Linked DNA regions of Ovis aries: region 1 is linked to region 2. Evidence: chromatin contacts called from public Hi-C data. All regions are on one chromosome and are shown on one strand. Each heading gives the region's core, a stretch centred on a gene start, on an enhancer-like site or on the middle of the called end of the contact. The rest is flanking DNA. Distances are from core to core; before and after follow the strand shown. Region 1 holds the start of VCPIP1 (valosin containing protein interacting protein 1). Region 2 holds the start of RRS1 (ribosome biogenesis regulator 1 homolog).

Region 1 (3,627 bases), core at 591-3,090, 200 kb after region 2:
AAGCCGTAGTCTGGTACCAGGACATCTCTCACTGAATCATATGAGCAAACCAAATTGTTCAAGGGAAAGCTATAATTTTTGTCAGGCCTCAGCTGTCCATGAGTACTTTTTGCCAAGTTATACAGTTTCCCTCCCGGAGCCAACCACTCTGGAGGAACATGAAGTTCAGAAAGGGCACCACAGAGCAAACATTTGTGAAGGCGATTATCCATTACTGCTTTTTTAGCAGCTGCTGTGACTTCTTCAGGCTGAACTCCTATCACCCCGGTCCTCCTGTAGAAATACTGATGGACATCAGCCACCAAACTAGGATGGATACCGTGCTTGTCCATAAAGACTTCTTCCATAGCAGCAACAAGCCGAAGTAAGTATTTATCCTGCAAACTTCTGTCTCCTCCAATAACGCAACCACCATCCTCCTCAAGTTTGATGTACTTCTTAATGAGGTCCTGAGGCACACCCCATGCTTTAGGAAGCAAATTCATAGGCAGTTTAGGCAAAGCAGCCCCTTTTATGCCTACCAACGGGATATAATGGTTTCTACCAGAGCTACTCCAAGCGATACAGATTGGTTTGTTCAAATGACCATCTCTGCCGGTGCACTTCTCTGCAGGGATGAGCCCTGGCAGAAAGGTGGCTGAATAATCACCAGAGCTTCTCATGCCACTGAGCGAATCTAACAAAATAATAGGGCGATGAAGCACATTGGCGAGGCCAAATATGTGGATGTTCCGCAGACCCAAGGGAACCCCCTCAGGCGGTACAAACAGAGGGTCACACTCGTTGATAATGTCCTCCCACTCAGCAGCATCAATGAAGTCATGGAACAGCGCTTGATACCGGGCCAAGTGCTGCTGGAAGTGCTGTTTAAGATTCTCTCTCAAGGCATGCCAGAAGAGCTCCCGGCCCACTAGGGCCCGGGACACAGCATGCACCAGGCAGTGCCCGTCCCCGTCCACATGCACGGGAATGAGGCATTCCTGACTTTTATTGGCCCGCTTGATGTCCTCGAGGGTGTCATGCAAATACAGGAGGCTTCCGGAGCGGTCCTTGCCGTAGCCCACCGTGTTGACATGCTCCGGTTCGATGAGGAAGGCGCGGTCACCCAGCAAAGCGCAATCGAACAGCTCGCCCTGGTTCATGTCCCGGAGCAACTTAGCCCGGCCAGTCTGTTTGTCCATTCCGTAGCGAGCTAATATGGGCGACAGCAGTTTGCAGTGGTAGTTTGAAAGGCCCATCACCTTTACCAGTTCCGTGTTCTTCTTGGGTGCCCCCGTCACCCCGAGCAGCGCGTTCCGCAGCAGGTTGTGAAGCACTACGTCCGGGTCGGTCACCTCCTCCACCCCCAGCAGCTGTTGCTGCTCGTGCCGCTGTCCGCACTCGGTACACTCGATGCTGACGGAACCGGAGGCCGGGAAGAACAGACGCGCCTGGCACTTCGGATCCGGGCAGCTCCCGGAAAGGATTCTCCGGTCTCTCCGCTTTGAGAGCCCCCCCGGAGTCGCCGCCGCCGCCGCTGCCAGAGACGGCGGAGTCTGCGGAGCCTCTGGGGGAGGCGGCGGCGGCGGCAGCGGAGGCGGCGGCGGCGGCTGAGACATAGCTCTCGGCTCTCGAGTCTCGCTCCGCGTCCCAAGCGACCCTCAAAGGCTCATAGCCCAGACCCCCGCCGGCCCGACTCGGTCTCGTCCAGGCCCAGGGCGAATCACTTTCCTTTCCCTACCAGCTCCTCCTCCTCCTAAGCGAAGGCGGAAGCGCCGGACGTTGTTTCTCTTCTTACTTCTCCACTGCCGTAGCCGTTGCCCCGAACGTAACGGCCACCACCCTACCCCGCACTCACACTCACTCACTCTCGCTCTCTCTCCCTCAGACACACAGACATACACGCCCTCCCTGAGACTGCGCAGGCGCAGCTTTCACTCTGCCCTCTGGGAATTAGAGTCTTTCAGCCTTTCGCCTGGCCGTCAAGTACTAGGAGCTTGGGTCCACAAAGAACTACAAGTACCGTGAGGCAAAGCGGTTCGGTGCCCGGAGAGAGGAGGAAGAGGAAAGTAATAGGAATGGGGGCAGACAGGAAGAGACTCACTCACGTTGTCTTCCGGTAGTTGTAGTTCTAGCTCAATCTCTTTTGTCGTCGTCCCCATTCTAAGGCCCAAGCGAAATGAGTATGAGAGACCACATTTCCTAGGATGCCCTGCGGTGCGACCAAGCTCACTTCCCCCTTAGGCGGAGGGAAGGATGCAGGGAAGCTTGGTTAAAAACAGAGTTAAAGGGAATGGGTGTCGGAAGCAGAGGGTCTGAAGTTCACGACTGCTAGAAGGGGAGGGGAATGAAAGGCTCTCAGTGAAGAAGGTACAGTAAATATATGTCCAGCGACATGGCGGGCTGGGAAGCTGAGTGAAATGGTCTAATCAAGGCTGGAGGTCATGAGAGAAAAAGGCGGAGAATGGTGAATTGATTCTCGGAGTGTTACTTAATTTTTTTTCTGTCACACTCCTTTCTTCTTATTCCCGCCTCTATTACAAGCCGCTGAGGCTATTGAGTCCCCTTTACTGCCTTCCCTCCCCCGCCATTGGGAAGCACAGGCGCCATTTGTTTCCTCGTTCCATGTACGTCTTTGCAGTTTACAGTGCAAATAAAAATACCTTGGATGTGTACAGAATTTAAGTACATATCCAAAGTCTTTTAAGTAGTTTTGTTTGCTCCTTACCCTCAGAGAGTAATAACGGCTATCATTTATTACGTTCTTGGTATATGTTTGTCATAGCATTTACATACACGATAACATTTGATCTTCATAATGTTGCTCCAATACTTGGGCAACCTTGCTAGGAAACACTTCCGAAAAGGAAATGACTTGCTCAAGTTCAGGAGCTCTCAGGCCTTGGTCTGTACCCATTTTACAGACAAGGAACATAGGCAGGAAAGGTTAGGCCAGTCTTGTACAAAATAGTAACTAACTTTTAGTCGCTTATGGTTTATAGTTTACATAACATGATCACACGGATCATCCCACCCACACTCCTGTAACTCCTCTACCAGGTATTGTTGACTCCATTTACAGAAACAGACTAGAAGGAATTAAATTACTTGTCCAAAGTCAAATCACCAGGATCTCTCAGATCCAGAGAGTGCTTTTTTTTTTTTTTTAACTTTATTTTACTTTACAATACTGTATTGGTTTTGCCATACATCGACATGAATCCGCCACGGGTGTACACGAGTTCCCAATCCTGAAGCCCCCTCCACTTCTTACAAGAGAAAAAAGAAACTTTTAACCCCAGACCTTTTGTTAGGCCTCAGGCTCTGCTCTTAGTGACTCAAGGGGCTGTAAGGATGTTTACTGTGTGCTAGGAAACTGTCTCCTCATGCAAAACACATTCATATATTAATTGAAAGCTAGTATTTTTTTGAATATTGTACAGTCAGCCCCTTTCTCTTATCGTTCTGGAAACTCTTGCTTTCTGAAACCTTAGATAAGTGCACCACCTCAAAACTTCTGAAACATTTGGCACAAAATAGATACATCAATACAGTCCATGACCCCATTCCCATTTTCTGTAGCTGCCAAGGCTATATTTACCACATTAGGTTTTTCTGAATAAATAAAATTTGATGCTCTGAAATGAA
Region 2 (3,703 bases), core at 967-3,466:
GAGCTCAATTCTACAGAGCTGTACTTCTTGTTAAAGGCTTAATCATGCCATATTGTAAATTTCTCTTAACCTTTCTTTCTTCTCCACTGTTCCATAAAGTCTCAGTAATCTTTGCATCTAGTGCCTCAAACATGGTAGTCATTCAAATGTTTGTTAAATGAATGAATCTAAGCCAAGCCCAGAATAGTTATATCAGTGTCCTCAACACTCTCCTATGGCAAACCCCAAGAGCTTTAAGGTCCAAGGAGGTTGCCTAATAAGACCTATGACCTGGCCTCAGCCCCATGGGATGATTGGTATTAAGGTGTTGAGTGTTAAGGCAAACACTCAGAAAATCCCCAGCAAATCCTAAAATGCTTTTTAAAAAGAGGAAGAAAGAATATTAGAGTCAAATTCCTGAGGCATAAATTGCAGTCAAGAAATGTTTGCTGAGTGAATGAACAGAGCAGAGCTGAGAAAAGTCAATCAGCTCAAGAAGAGCCCAAACTCAGGAAGCAAGTGTGACAGGCGTGTGTCTAAAGCCCTCTTTAGCAGACATTCAAGTGAATCTATTTCCTAATTGCTATAATGTCCATTTCTACGGGTTAATTCTTCAGCTAACCCCTTCTTCACTACTCCCAGTGAAGTGAAAGTCACTCAGTCATGTCCAACTCTTTGCAACTCCATGGACTATACAGTCTGTGGAATTCTTTAGGCAAGAATACTGGAGTGGGTTGCCATTCCCCTCTCCAGGGGATCTTGACAACCCAAGGATTGAACTAGGGTCTGGGTTCATACAACAGGCAGCTTCTTTACCATCTGAGCCTCCGGGGAAGCCATGAAAGTCAAAATGTTAGCTGCTCAGTTGAATCCAATTCTTTGAGAACCCATGGACTGTAGCCTGCTGGGCTTCTCTGTTCATAGAATTCTGGAGATCACTGAGCAACTAACCCCTTTCATTTCCATTAATCACTAAGATATTTTGTTAAAATAAAAGTTCTGAGTCATAACATCTGGGCTAAGGCCAGAGACTCTGCATTTCTAATAAGCTCCCAGATGCTGCTGTACTGCTGGTCAACAGACCACACTTTTTTGAGTATCAAGAGTCTGGAAGACATTGCAGAGAATATGTATGTAGTTTTAGAGCCAGAGTTTAGACTTCTCCTGCTCCCATACTTCCTGGCTGTATAACCTTAGACAAGTCATTTTACTTCTCTGAGCCTGCTTCTGTCACCAGCGGAATATAGTGAATAACAGTAGCCAACACTTACTGAATGCTTACAATGTACCAGGAACTAATGATTCATATTCATCAACTTATGAATAGGACTTAAGTTAAACAACCTGACCAATGTGGGTACAAGAAACCCAGATCTTATTCTAGGTAGCTTGATTCAAGAACCTGGTGTTTAATCACTGTATAAGACTGCCTTTTCAGCAGAGTTCCCAGAGCCATGATGAGAATTAAACAATTACTGGTATTTAGCTCACATTTATTGAGCACTCATATGCCCAAGACTCCAGTGTAAGCTCCCTTGGGAGCATATTAACTCATTTATCTTCACGGCAGACCTGGGAGGTAATATTTGCAACCCCATCTTACAGGTTTAAGAATAGGCACAAACAAGTTACACAGCCGAAGGTCAAACACCAGAGCGGTCAAGGTCGGAACCCCGGCGGTCTAACAGCTGAGCCCCGCGCTCTTCTGCCATCAGCCAGGAGAGAAGGTGGCCCTGGGCTCCGGAGACCAGACTTGAAGTCGCCAGGATGGGGGCACAGCCGCGCCCCTTCAGGGCGGTCTAACCGCCAGACCCGCTCGCTCCCAAAGAAAACAAAGTCTCCGTCTCCACTTAGCTTTCTGTACATCCCCAGGTGAAGTGCCCACACCCGGGGGCACACCATGAACAGGTGTCAAGGCTCTGGTGAAAATGACTGGCTAAACAACTTGAGAACTGACTTTTACACACACTAAAACTAACAGTCGCTCCCGGGCCCGCTTAGTCCGCGGCCCCCTAACTTGCCCAGCTCGCACAGGACCACCCCCTCCCGCAGGGGCATCCTGGGAGCCAAGGTCCCAATCAGGCCTCGGAATTCGTAGATTCGGCTCCGCCTACCTCCGGGCTCCACCCCAAAGGCTGCCTCTAATCTCATCTGCTCTCTAACACCGCCCTCTGCCGGCCGTTCCTCGGGTAGCCCGCTCCTTGAGCCCCTTCCGGGTGCCCCGGAAGCGGAACTTTCTCTTCCGGGTCGAGCGTCCGGGAAGTCGCACGTGTCTGGGGTGCCGCGGCTTTAACCCTTGTAGGAGGAGTCGTGACTAGAACTGTCTCCCAGAGGTAGCGAGCCGAACCGGAGCCATGGAGGGCCAGAGCGTGGAGGAGCTGCTGGCAAAGGCGGAGCGGGACGAGGCAGAGAAGCTACAGCGCATCACGGTGCAGAAGGAATTGGAGCTGGAGTTCGACCTGGGTAATTTGCTGGCCTCTGACCGGAACCCCCCGACCGGGCTGCGGCACGCGGGACCCACACAGGAGGCCGAGCTGAGGGCCCTGGCGCGGGACAACACGCAGCTGCTCATCAACCAGCTGTGGCAGCTGCCTACCGAGCGCGTGGAGGAGGCGCTGGTGGCACGGCTGCCGGAACCCAGCACTCGTCTGCCGCGCGAGAAGCCGGTGCCCAGGCCGCGGCCTCTTACTCGCTGGCAGCAGTTTGCGCGCCTCAAGGGCATCCGTCCCAAGAAGAAAACCAATCTGGTGTGGGACGAGGTGAGCGGCCAGTGGCGCCGCCGCTGGGGCTACCAGCGAGCCCGCGACGACACCAAGGAGTGGCTGATCGAGGTGCCGGGCAATGCCGACCCCATGGAGGACCAGTTCGCCAAGCGGATTCAGGCTAAGAAGGAACGGGTGGCCAAGAACGAACTGAACCGGCTGCGTAACCTGGCCCGCGCGCACAAGATGCAGCTGCCCAGCGCGGCCGGCATGCACCCTACTGGACACCAGAGTAAGGAGGAGCTGGGCCGCGCCATGCAGGTGGCCAAGGTCTCCACTGCCTCTGTGGGGCGCTTCCAGGAGCGCCTGCCCAAGGAGAAGGCGCCCAGGGGCTCTGGCAAGAAGAGGAAGTTTCAGCCTCTTTTCGGGGACTTTGCGGCCGAGAGAAAGAGCCAGTTGGAGATGCTGCGAGTGATGAACAGCAAAAAGCCTCAGTTGGACATTACGAGGGCCACCAATAAGCAGATGAGAGAGGAGGACCAGGAGGAGGCGGCCAAGCGGAGGAAAATGAGTCAGAAGGGCAAGAGAAAGGGGGCCCGACAGGGTCCCGGGGGTAAGAGGAAGGGGGGCCCGCCCAGCCAAGGAGGGAAGAGGAAAGGGGGTTTGGGAGGCAAGATGAATTCCGGACCTCCCGGCCTGAGTGGCAAGAGAAAAGGGGGGCAACACCAAGGAGGAAAGAGGAGGAAGTAAATTTCATCCTTGGACCTTCTCCTAAACCAAGAACTGTACTTAATGCTAAGTTCTAGATACAGTACCCAGATGCACAAGATTTGGCCACTGCCTTCACTGAGCTTGAGGTTAAAGGGCCAGGTTTACCCTCCTCTGAAGATGATATGTAAATGTTGGACTGGACAAATTAATGTATTTCCCACAACCAAAACTCTGGCTGGAGATTAAAGGTTGTATTTAAGAACATCTGAATTAGGGAAAGAATCTGTGAAAACTAGGAATGAGTTTTACTT

Evidence for each region. A called contact is a pair of places that touch in the nucleus more often than the background predicts.
Region 1: a contact with region 2 is called in a Hi-C map of muscle, with 4 times the contacts expected there. The contact joins the promoter of VCPIP1 here to the promoter of RRS1 in region 2. A contact is called at or near these places in 4 of 16 Hi-C or Micro-C datasets (mesenteric adipose tissue, muscle, skin fibroblasts and 1 more).

What each region holds. Positions count from the first base shown.
Region 1 is chr9:43,855,855-43,859,481 of ARS-UI_Ramb_v3.0, forward strand. VCPIP1 (valosin containing protein interacting protein 1) reads right to left here and starts at 1,841. Exons shown (of 3, transcript XM_004011714.5): 1 at 1-1,841. The coding sequence starts at 1,598.
Region 2 is chr9:43,654,127-43,657,829 of ARS-UI_Ramb_v3.0, forward strand. It overlaps RRS1 (ribosome biogenesis regulator 1 homolog), which reads left to right and starts at 2,217. Exons shown (of 1, transcript XM_015097790.4): 1 at 2,217-3,703. The coding sequence starts at 2,334. The coding sequence ends at 3,431.